Regions from separate parts of the Canis lupus genome. Here region 2 is linked to region 1. Evidence: chromatin contacts called from public Hi-C data. All regions are on one chromosome and are shown on one strand. Each heading gives the region's core, a stretch centred on a gene start, on an enhancer-like site or on the middle of the called end of the contact. The rest is flanking DNA. Distances are from core to core; before and after follow the strand shown.

What was found. Hi-C and Micro-C count contacts between places; a contact is called where the count stands out from the background.
Region 2: a contact with region 1 is called in a Hi-C map of blood, with 3 times the contacts expected there. The contact joins the promoter of TOMM40 here to the promoter of BLOC1S3 in region 1. A contact is called at or near these places in 3 of 9 Hi-C or Micro-C datasets (amygdala and blood).

What each region holds. Positions count from the first base shown.
Region 1 is chr1:111,036,683-111,040,094 of UU_Cfam_GSD_1.0, reverse strand. It overlaps BLOC1S3 (biogenesis of lysosome-related organelles complex 1 subunit 3), which reads left to right and starts at 2,101. Exons shown (of 3, transcript XM_038528601.1): 1 at 2,101-2,456; 2 at 2,916-3,323; 3 at 3,325-3,412. The coding sequence starts at 2,925. TRAPPC6A (trafficking protein particle complex subunit 6A) reads right to left here and starts at 1,882. Exons shown (of 5, transcript XM_038528600.1): 1 at 1,784-1,882. The coding sequence starts at 1,867.
Region 2 is chr1:111,247,144-111,251,054 of UU_Cfam_GSD_1.0, reverse strand. It overlaps TOMM40 (mitochondrial import receptor subunit TOM40 homolog), which reads left to right and starts at 1,326. Exons shown (of 10, transcript XM_038528617.1): 1 at 1,326-1,401; 2 at 1,498-1,777; 3 at 2,519-2,586; 4 at 3,062-3,154. The coding sequence starts at 1,504.

The sequences.
Region 1 (3,412 bases), core at 852-3,351:
GGGCTGGTGTTGAGGGAGGAAAGGCTGATGTCAGGGACACCGGGGATTGTGGCTTGAAGCCAGGCTGGATGGGGTACGGAGACACTGCAACCCCCTCTCCAACACACAGGCCCACACTCCCCTTCCCATGCTTCATCTTTCTCATAGCATTTCCTTACCACACTATACTTGATTTATTTATTTTTTTTTTTATACTTGATTTATTTAGCTTCTTTGTGTCCCCTGATGACAACCTAAGCTCCAGGAGGGCCAGGAGTTTTTTTATTTTTTAAATTAATGAGAGACACACACACACAGAGAGAGAGAGAGAGAGAGAGCGCAGCAGAGACACAGGCAGAGGAAGAAGCAGGCTCCATGCAGGGAGCCTGACGTGGGACTCGATCCTGGGTCTCCAGGATCACACCCTGGGCTGAAGGCAGCGCTAAACCGCTGGGCCATCAGGGCTGCCCAGGACCAGGAGTTTTATACAGTTCACTGAGGAACTCCCAGAGCCTGCCACCGAGCCTGACACTTGGTGGCTTTGAGATGAAGTTTGTGGAATGAATGAACTTGAAAGAAACTATGTTGAGATGAGAAGCAACATCCTCCTCCCCAGCTCCTAAACCAGAAAACTTAAGCCAGTAAAAAATCTTGCATATTGATGAGGATGATGATTGAAGTAATTAATAATAATGAAAAAAACTTGATCATGGCGCTCAGTCATCAAACACCTACCCTTTCTTCTTGGTAACAGATTTTACAAGAGCTTCCATGTTCTGGAGGTGGATTAGGTGCTTGACATCACACCAAGTGCTTTAAAGTTCGAGCTCATTTGTTCTTCCTAAGAACCAACTTCCAAAATGCCAAGCATGCTCCTACCTCAGGGCTTTGCACCTGCTGTGCCTTCTTCTGGGATGCCCCCCTCACTCCTCTTGCCTTCACCGCACGGCTAAATTCCTACAGTCTGTTCCTCAGAAGGGCTTTCCTCTACCGTCAACCACTCCATCCCTATTCTTTTCATGATTCTATGGAAGTTTTCTTTTCATTTTCTTAAGATTTTACTTATTTGAGAGAGAAAGAGAGAGAGCATGAGCAGGGGAAAGGGCACAGAGGCAGAGGGAGAAGCAGGCTCCCCACTAGCATAAAGCCCTACCTGGGGCTCCATCCCAGGACCCTGAGATCATGATCTGAGCCAAAGGCAGATGCTTAACCGATTGAGCTACCCAGGCACCCCTCTATGGAAGTTTTCTTGATCGGACTTCTCACTAGCTAGTGGCATATTCTTGTTTGTTTGACTCCCCTACTAAGTTTCCCAAGGACAGGGAAACAGTACCTGACTACAATAGGTGCCTAATAAGTGTCTATTGCATGAGTAAATGCCCCTCTCTGAGACTGAGGCGCTGTTATAATACCCACTTTACTAAGGAGGAAACTGAGGCACACAGGGGATTGAGTCACTGGCTCTCACACCTACATAGTGGAGCAGGCGTGGATCCAACCCGGGCAGTTAAGTCCTTGGTACACATCCAATGACAGTAATTACCATAATTACTACCTGCTGACTCCGTGCTAGGCCTTGAGCTAAGCTTTAGCCGGAGCTGCCTCGCTCACCTGTAGCAGGGACCCGCGAGGCCGGCCCTGCTGCGATGCCCACTTTGCAGAGCACGGAGCCAGCGCCCCGCGAGGGCAGGGGCGGGGTCGCGGCTCGACCCGAGCCGTCGACCCGCCCTCGGCGCTCCCCAGGGCCACGCCCCGGCGTTCCCGCCGCGGCCCGCGCCTCCTCCCCCCGGGTCCCGGCGCTCACCCCAGGCCCAGGGTCGGAGTGGTGCGCCCACAGCTCCGCCACCATCTCGGTGTGCAGAAACTCGAACAGCGCCGCGTCCGCCATGCGCCGGCCTCGCGCCCAACGACCGGCTAGCGCTCCGTGCTCCCGTTGGCCCGGCTGGGCAGGCCCCGCCTCCCGCACTTGGCGCGGGCCCGCCCCCATTGGTGTTTCACACTAAGCCCCGCCTCCCGGGCTCGCATGGTGCGCGCGTGAACCCGGGAGACCCAGGGGGAGGGCCTGTTTTCATTGGCCACACGTGACAGCGTCTCCGCCCTTCCCCTTCGCCTCCTCGCTGTTTCCGGGTTGTCGAGCCTTCCCATTGGCCGGATCACTGGTCACGGGAGACAAACCCCGTTTTTTAAAAATTTCTATTCGTCCACTCTCCACGCAGCGCAATCCGGAAGCGCCAGCCCAGCCGCTTTCCTATTGGCCAGGCCTCCGCTCACGTGACTGCTCACGCCCCCGCCCTCCTCGCCCCTACACACAGCTGGTTTTGAGGACTAGCTTTCCCGGTAGGTAGCCGAGCGGCCCACGTGTGTGGCCGCCATGCCCGCCCAACGTGCGCCCCGATTGGTTGGGGCTGTCACCCTCCTCCCTCGGAAAAGACGGCGCGCTCCGGCTGCGTAGCGGATCCTGCAGGCTCCGGGCTTCGGTAAGCCAGGTACGGTCTCCGGCGACAGCGCTCCCCCGCGCCCGCGCTACTGCACCCTCCCCGGAGTCCAGCTGGGCTGTCACCCTCTCTGTGACCCTGGCACTGGCCCCTGGGCAGCTCAGGAGCCCGTGTACTTCCGGATCTGACAGAGGCTTGGAGGACGGAGGGGAGGGTGTGGCCTCTGCTAGGAGGCAAAATCGGAAGAGCTGGGTTTGGGATTCGGGGAGCGCGGGCCACGGGGCCTTCATCCACCCGGTCCTCAGTTTCCCCAAAGAGGGTGGGGTCCAGTGGCTTCCATTATCTCTGGCAGCAGGGCCGACGAGCCCGTTTACAGAAGAGGAAACTGAGGCCCAGGCGCGGGTAGCAGATGGCCGCAAATCGCTAAGCTAGTCAGTGCAGGGCTTGGGGATCCAGCACCCGCGCCTCTTAACCACCGCCGGGCGCCTCTCTTCTCCCCAGTTCCGCGGCATGGCGTCCCAGGGTCGTCGGCGGAGGCCGCCGCGGAGGCCCGAGACCGTGGTGCCGGGGGAGGCGGCCGAGACGGACTCGGAGCTCTCTGCGTCCTCGTCGGAGGAGGAGCTGTACCTGGGCCCCTCGGGCCCGACGCGCGGCCGCCCCACGGGGCTGCGGGTGGCCGGGGAGGCCGCGGAAACCGACTCGGACTCGGAGCCAGAGGCGACCGCCGCGCCGGGGGACCTGCCTCCGCTGGTGGTGCAGCGGGAAACGGCCGGGGAGGCCTGGGGCTCGGAGGAGGCCCCGGCGCCGGCCCCCGCGCGCTCGCTGCTGCAGCTCCGGCTGGCCGAGAGCCAGGCGCGGCTGGACCACGACGTGGCGGCCGCGGTGAGCGGCGTGTACCGCCGCGCGGGTCCGCGATGTGGCCGCCCTGGCCGGGAGGCTTGCGGCCGCTCAGGCGGCGGGGTTGGCGGCGGCCCACAGCGTGCGCCTGGCGCGGGGGG
Region 2 (3,911 bases), core at 77-2,576, 210 kb before region 1:
AATCGGCAGGCTAGAAGCCAAGGTGGGTTACAGGCAAAAAGCAAAAGGGCCAAAGATATTTTTTTTAAATTAAGTGAGGGGATAATGAATTAAAAATTCATAAACCAAAAACAATGATGGATAATGGAAGGAAAGGGGGAGGAGTCCAGGGCACGGTGGTTAATGACAAGGAACGACAGTCGAATGGGCAATGGACGGAAATAAACGGAACAGAGACCGAAATGGCAGTAATTCAGGCTGCAGGACTCCGGTTTAAAGGATAAATGGCAAGTAAGGTGAGACCAAAAGCAAAATTGCGAATAATAGGAGCTCGGGGCATTGTGGGTAATGGAACTGAATGAATGAGCCAAAGGCAGAGGGATAATAGAGGAATAGGGCCGGCAGGCATGATGGGTAGTGGACCCAAGAACGCGACGGCTAATTAAAGAAGCGCTAGAAGGATGATGGAAGCAAACAGGCAGAAACCGGCTAAAGGTAGTGCAGGAAATGAAGCCGAAATGAATGGGGCAGAGGCATGCTGGGTAATGGGACGGCAATGAATGGGCCAAAGATAGAAGCCGCAGTGACGCAAGGGGGGGCGGGGAACAGAAGGCATGATGGGTAACAAAAGGGGTGGGTCTACGGCAACTGTCGCGTTAAACACCTAAGGGGCATTGTGGGTAAGAAGCAGCCTGACTGGGTTCACATAACCGGTTAGGATTCTCCCGAGGCACTGTGGGAAGGGCCAGCACTTCCGGTTTTCGGTCGCCGGCTCTGGACTCCGGCGCTGCCCCGCTGCCGCGGTGCCTGGTGGGACTAGAGGCCTGACCTTGCTGCCTAGCAGCCTCTGCCGCGCAACGCACCTTTACCCGTGTCCCTCGACCCTGGCACGTTAGCCAATGAACGTACCAGACCGATTACGTCACCAGGATCGGCCTCCTGTACCCACGAGAGCCAATCAGGATGCTTCGAGGGCCAAAGCCGGCCAGTTACAGTGGCAATTTCGCCGCGGGGCGGAGTCGAAAGAAGGGCGCCCTCTGGAAAGGGGCGGAGGCGGCGAGTCAGTGGGCGTTTCAAAGTACGCAGCGCAGACCAATGGCAGCCGAACACCGGAACCCGCGGCGTTGCGAGCCAATAGATGCGGTCTCCGCGGGCCAATGGGAGAGGCGGGGGTGTGTGCCTTGACCTGCCTGTGAGTGGGAGCCAATAGAAAAGGACGTCCCAAAGAGGTGGGTGGGACTCCCAGCCCTGACTCCAATTGCACGGCCAGGCCTTGAAGCTGGTGGGCGGATCCCAGGGCATGCTGAACCAATGGGCTAGGTGGGGCGGGGCGACGGTGCTGGCGGCGGCGGCAGCGGGTTCGGTTGCGCGTGGCGCACGGGGTGGGAGCGGAGCCCAGGCCGGGTGCAGGCGCCGCCGCCAGTGAGAACCGGGGCCCGGAGCAGAGCGGGGTTTGGCTGGGACTGGACCCCGAGCGCACGGGCCCTGACCTTCGCCCTCTGACCTTTCCCCTTGCAGGCGACCATGGGGAACGTCTTGGCCGCTAGCTCGCCGCCCGCAGGGCCGCCGCCGCCGCCTGCGCCCGCCCTCGTGGGACTGCCGCCGCCTCCGCCCTCTCCTCCCGGCTTCACGCTGCCGCCGCTCGGGGGCGGTCTGGGCGCTGGGGCCGGTGCGGGTCGAGGTTCGGAACGGACCCCCGGTGCTGCCGCCGGCAGCGCCGCAGGGACCGCGGACGATGGGGCCTGCGGCTGCCTGCCCAACCCGGGCACGTTCGAGGAGTGCCACCGGAAGTGCAAGGGTGAGGGGCGACGGACCCGGCGGGGGTGTGAGGGCCCGGATCTCGGGGGGAGGGGGGGCGCTCCGAGGACCTTGGGAATTGGCACCGACCATTGGAAACATTTAACAGAGCGTTAGGAGTTGACGTTAGGATCGAATGGTGGAACATTGGACTTGGGGCATAGAACGATGGGATCGAATGGTGGAACCTCGGGACGAAATGCCAGAGCGGTGGAGAAAAGGCTTAGGGAGCTCAAGGAGCCCCGGGGTTCCGTCAGGCCAGCCTTCTTACGTGATCGGGAAGGAAACTGAGGCCCAAGGTCACAGTGTCAACAAGGGTCCAGTGGGGGTGGAACCCAAGTCTTCTGGAACTGGGCTTGGACGAGTTAGGATAGCAAAAGTGGCGCTGACTGACTGGCATTCAGTGTACGTTAGTTAATTCATTAAATCCCTGCAATGTCTCCACGTGGTGAGCTTACAGATGACATCTTACAGGTGACAAGCTTGACAGAGACTTAAAGTGACTTGCCTTGGGTCACATGGGTAGTAAACAGTGGCACTGGGATTTGGGTGCAGGCAAAGAAAGGCCTGGTCCTGGCCCCTGATTTGGTTAGACTGGCTCTTTATTGGTTGGGGTACTTTTGTGATGCTGTGCTTGTGGGTGGGAGAGCTGGGATGGTAGGGAAGGAAGGGATGAGAGTCGGTGTGTTTGCGTAGGGGTGTGTGTATGTGTGTGGAGGGTGACAGCGAGTCTCTTCTTCAGAGCTATTTCCCATTCAGATGGAAGGTGTCAAGCTCACAGTCAACAAAGGGTTGAGTAACCATTTCCAGGTGAGCCTTCCTGGTGCCCTTACTCCCCTGAGGTCATCCCAACCATCCCCCTGCACCTACACATGCAACCCCCTCGCTCCCCCCTAAAGGGCTAGGCTCCTTGGCACCTGAAAAGACTCAGAGACACAGTGCCAGGCTGACTGCTCATTGGGTCCCAGTGGAAGTGTTTAGGGACCCAGAACCCGGGGACGCCCCACCACCCTTAACATCCAGGCAGGAGTGAAGGACCGGGTACGTAGTCGCATCTCCAGCTTGTCTTTTCTCTGGGCGTCTAAGTAGTCAGGCCGAACCTCCCAGTCCCCATCCCCTGCCCTAACCCAGAGCCGCTCGTCTTTTCCTCCATGGTGGGGAAGCCAGACTGGCAAGTATCCCATCCCAGGCTGGAAGGGAGCTTTGCTGGGGGTAGGTTCGGCTGGGTTTATTGGGGAGGGGGTGGCCTACGGGCTTATCCCTGCGGCCTTCCATGTTCTCCCAGGTGAACCACACAGTAGCCCTCAGCACAGTTGGGGAGTCCAACTACCACTTCGGGGTCACGTATGTGGGAACAAAGCAGCTGAGTCCTACAGAGGTGAGGTTCCTTTTGTCTTTTCATTGTATCTTTTTTCTAACCAGCATGTAGCCAAGTATCCTGCAAAGAAGGCTCTGTCAGTAGGAGGCCTGAGCTGCCCAGGGAGCTCAGAGGGTCTTGGCAGGTGGGGGGACTGCCTCTCCAAGGTGCTTTGGAATATGGTCCCTCCTTCATCCCATTTGGCCCTGCCCTCGGCCAGCCCTGTGCTGGCTTGGGGTCACCAGATTGTGAGGACCCAGAGTAGGCAGGGCTGAACTGGAGATCATACAGGGCCTTGAATGCCAAACAAGGCATTTGAACTTGCTCTAGGGGGCAGTGGAGAGCCACGGAAATATTTGGACTGGGAAAGACATGGTCAGGTTTAGGCTTTAGGGCTGTCCCTCAGGCAGCCATGCAGAGGCAGAGTTGAAGGAATGGGGGTGAAACTAGAGGCCTGGTAGGAGGCTGGGCAAGATGCAGGTGGAGGTGAGGGCCTGAATTAGGTCTCTACTTCTATCAGCTGTTGCCATTCAGTAAATTCATTTATTCAGCATATCTTCATTGTACTGCATTCGGTGCCCAGCCCTGTGCTGGATGGTGCTGGGGACAGAGCAGTGACTGAAATGGCCACAGAATTCACAGTCTAGTAGAAAAAGAGAACAGACCTGTCCCCAGAGAGTGACAGTCCGAGGTAGGCAGGACTGAAATGCCAGGGGTGGGGGATGGGTGCAGCCCAGAGGGACACCTAACAGCCTAGGTGGTCAGGGAGGACGTCCTG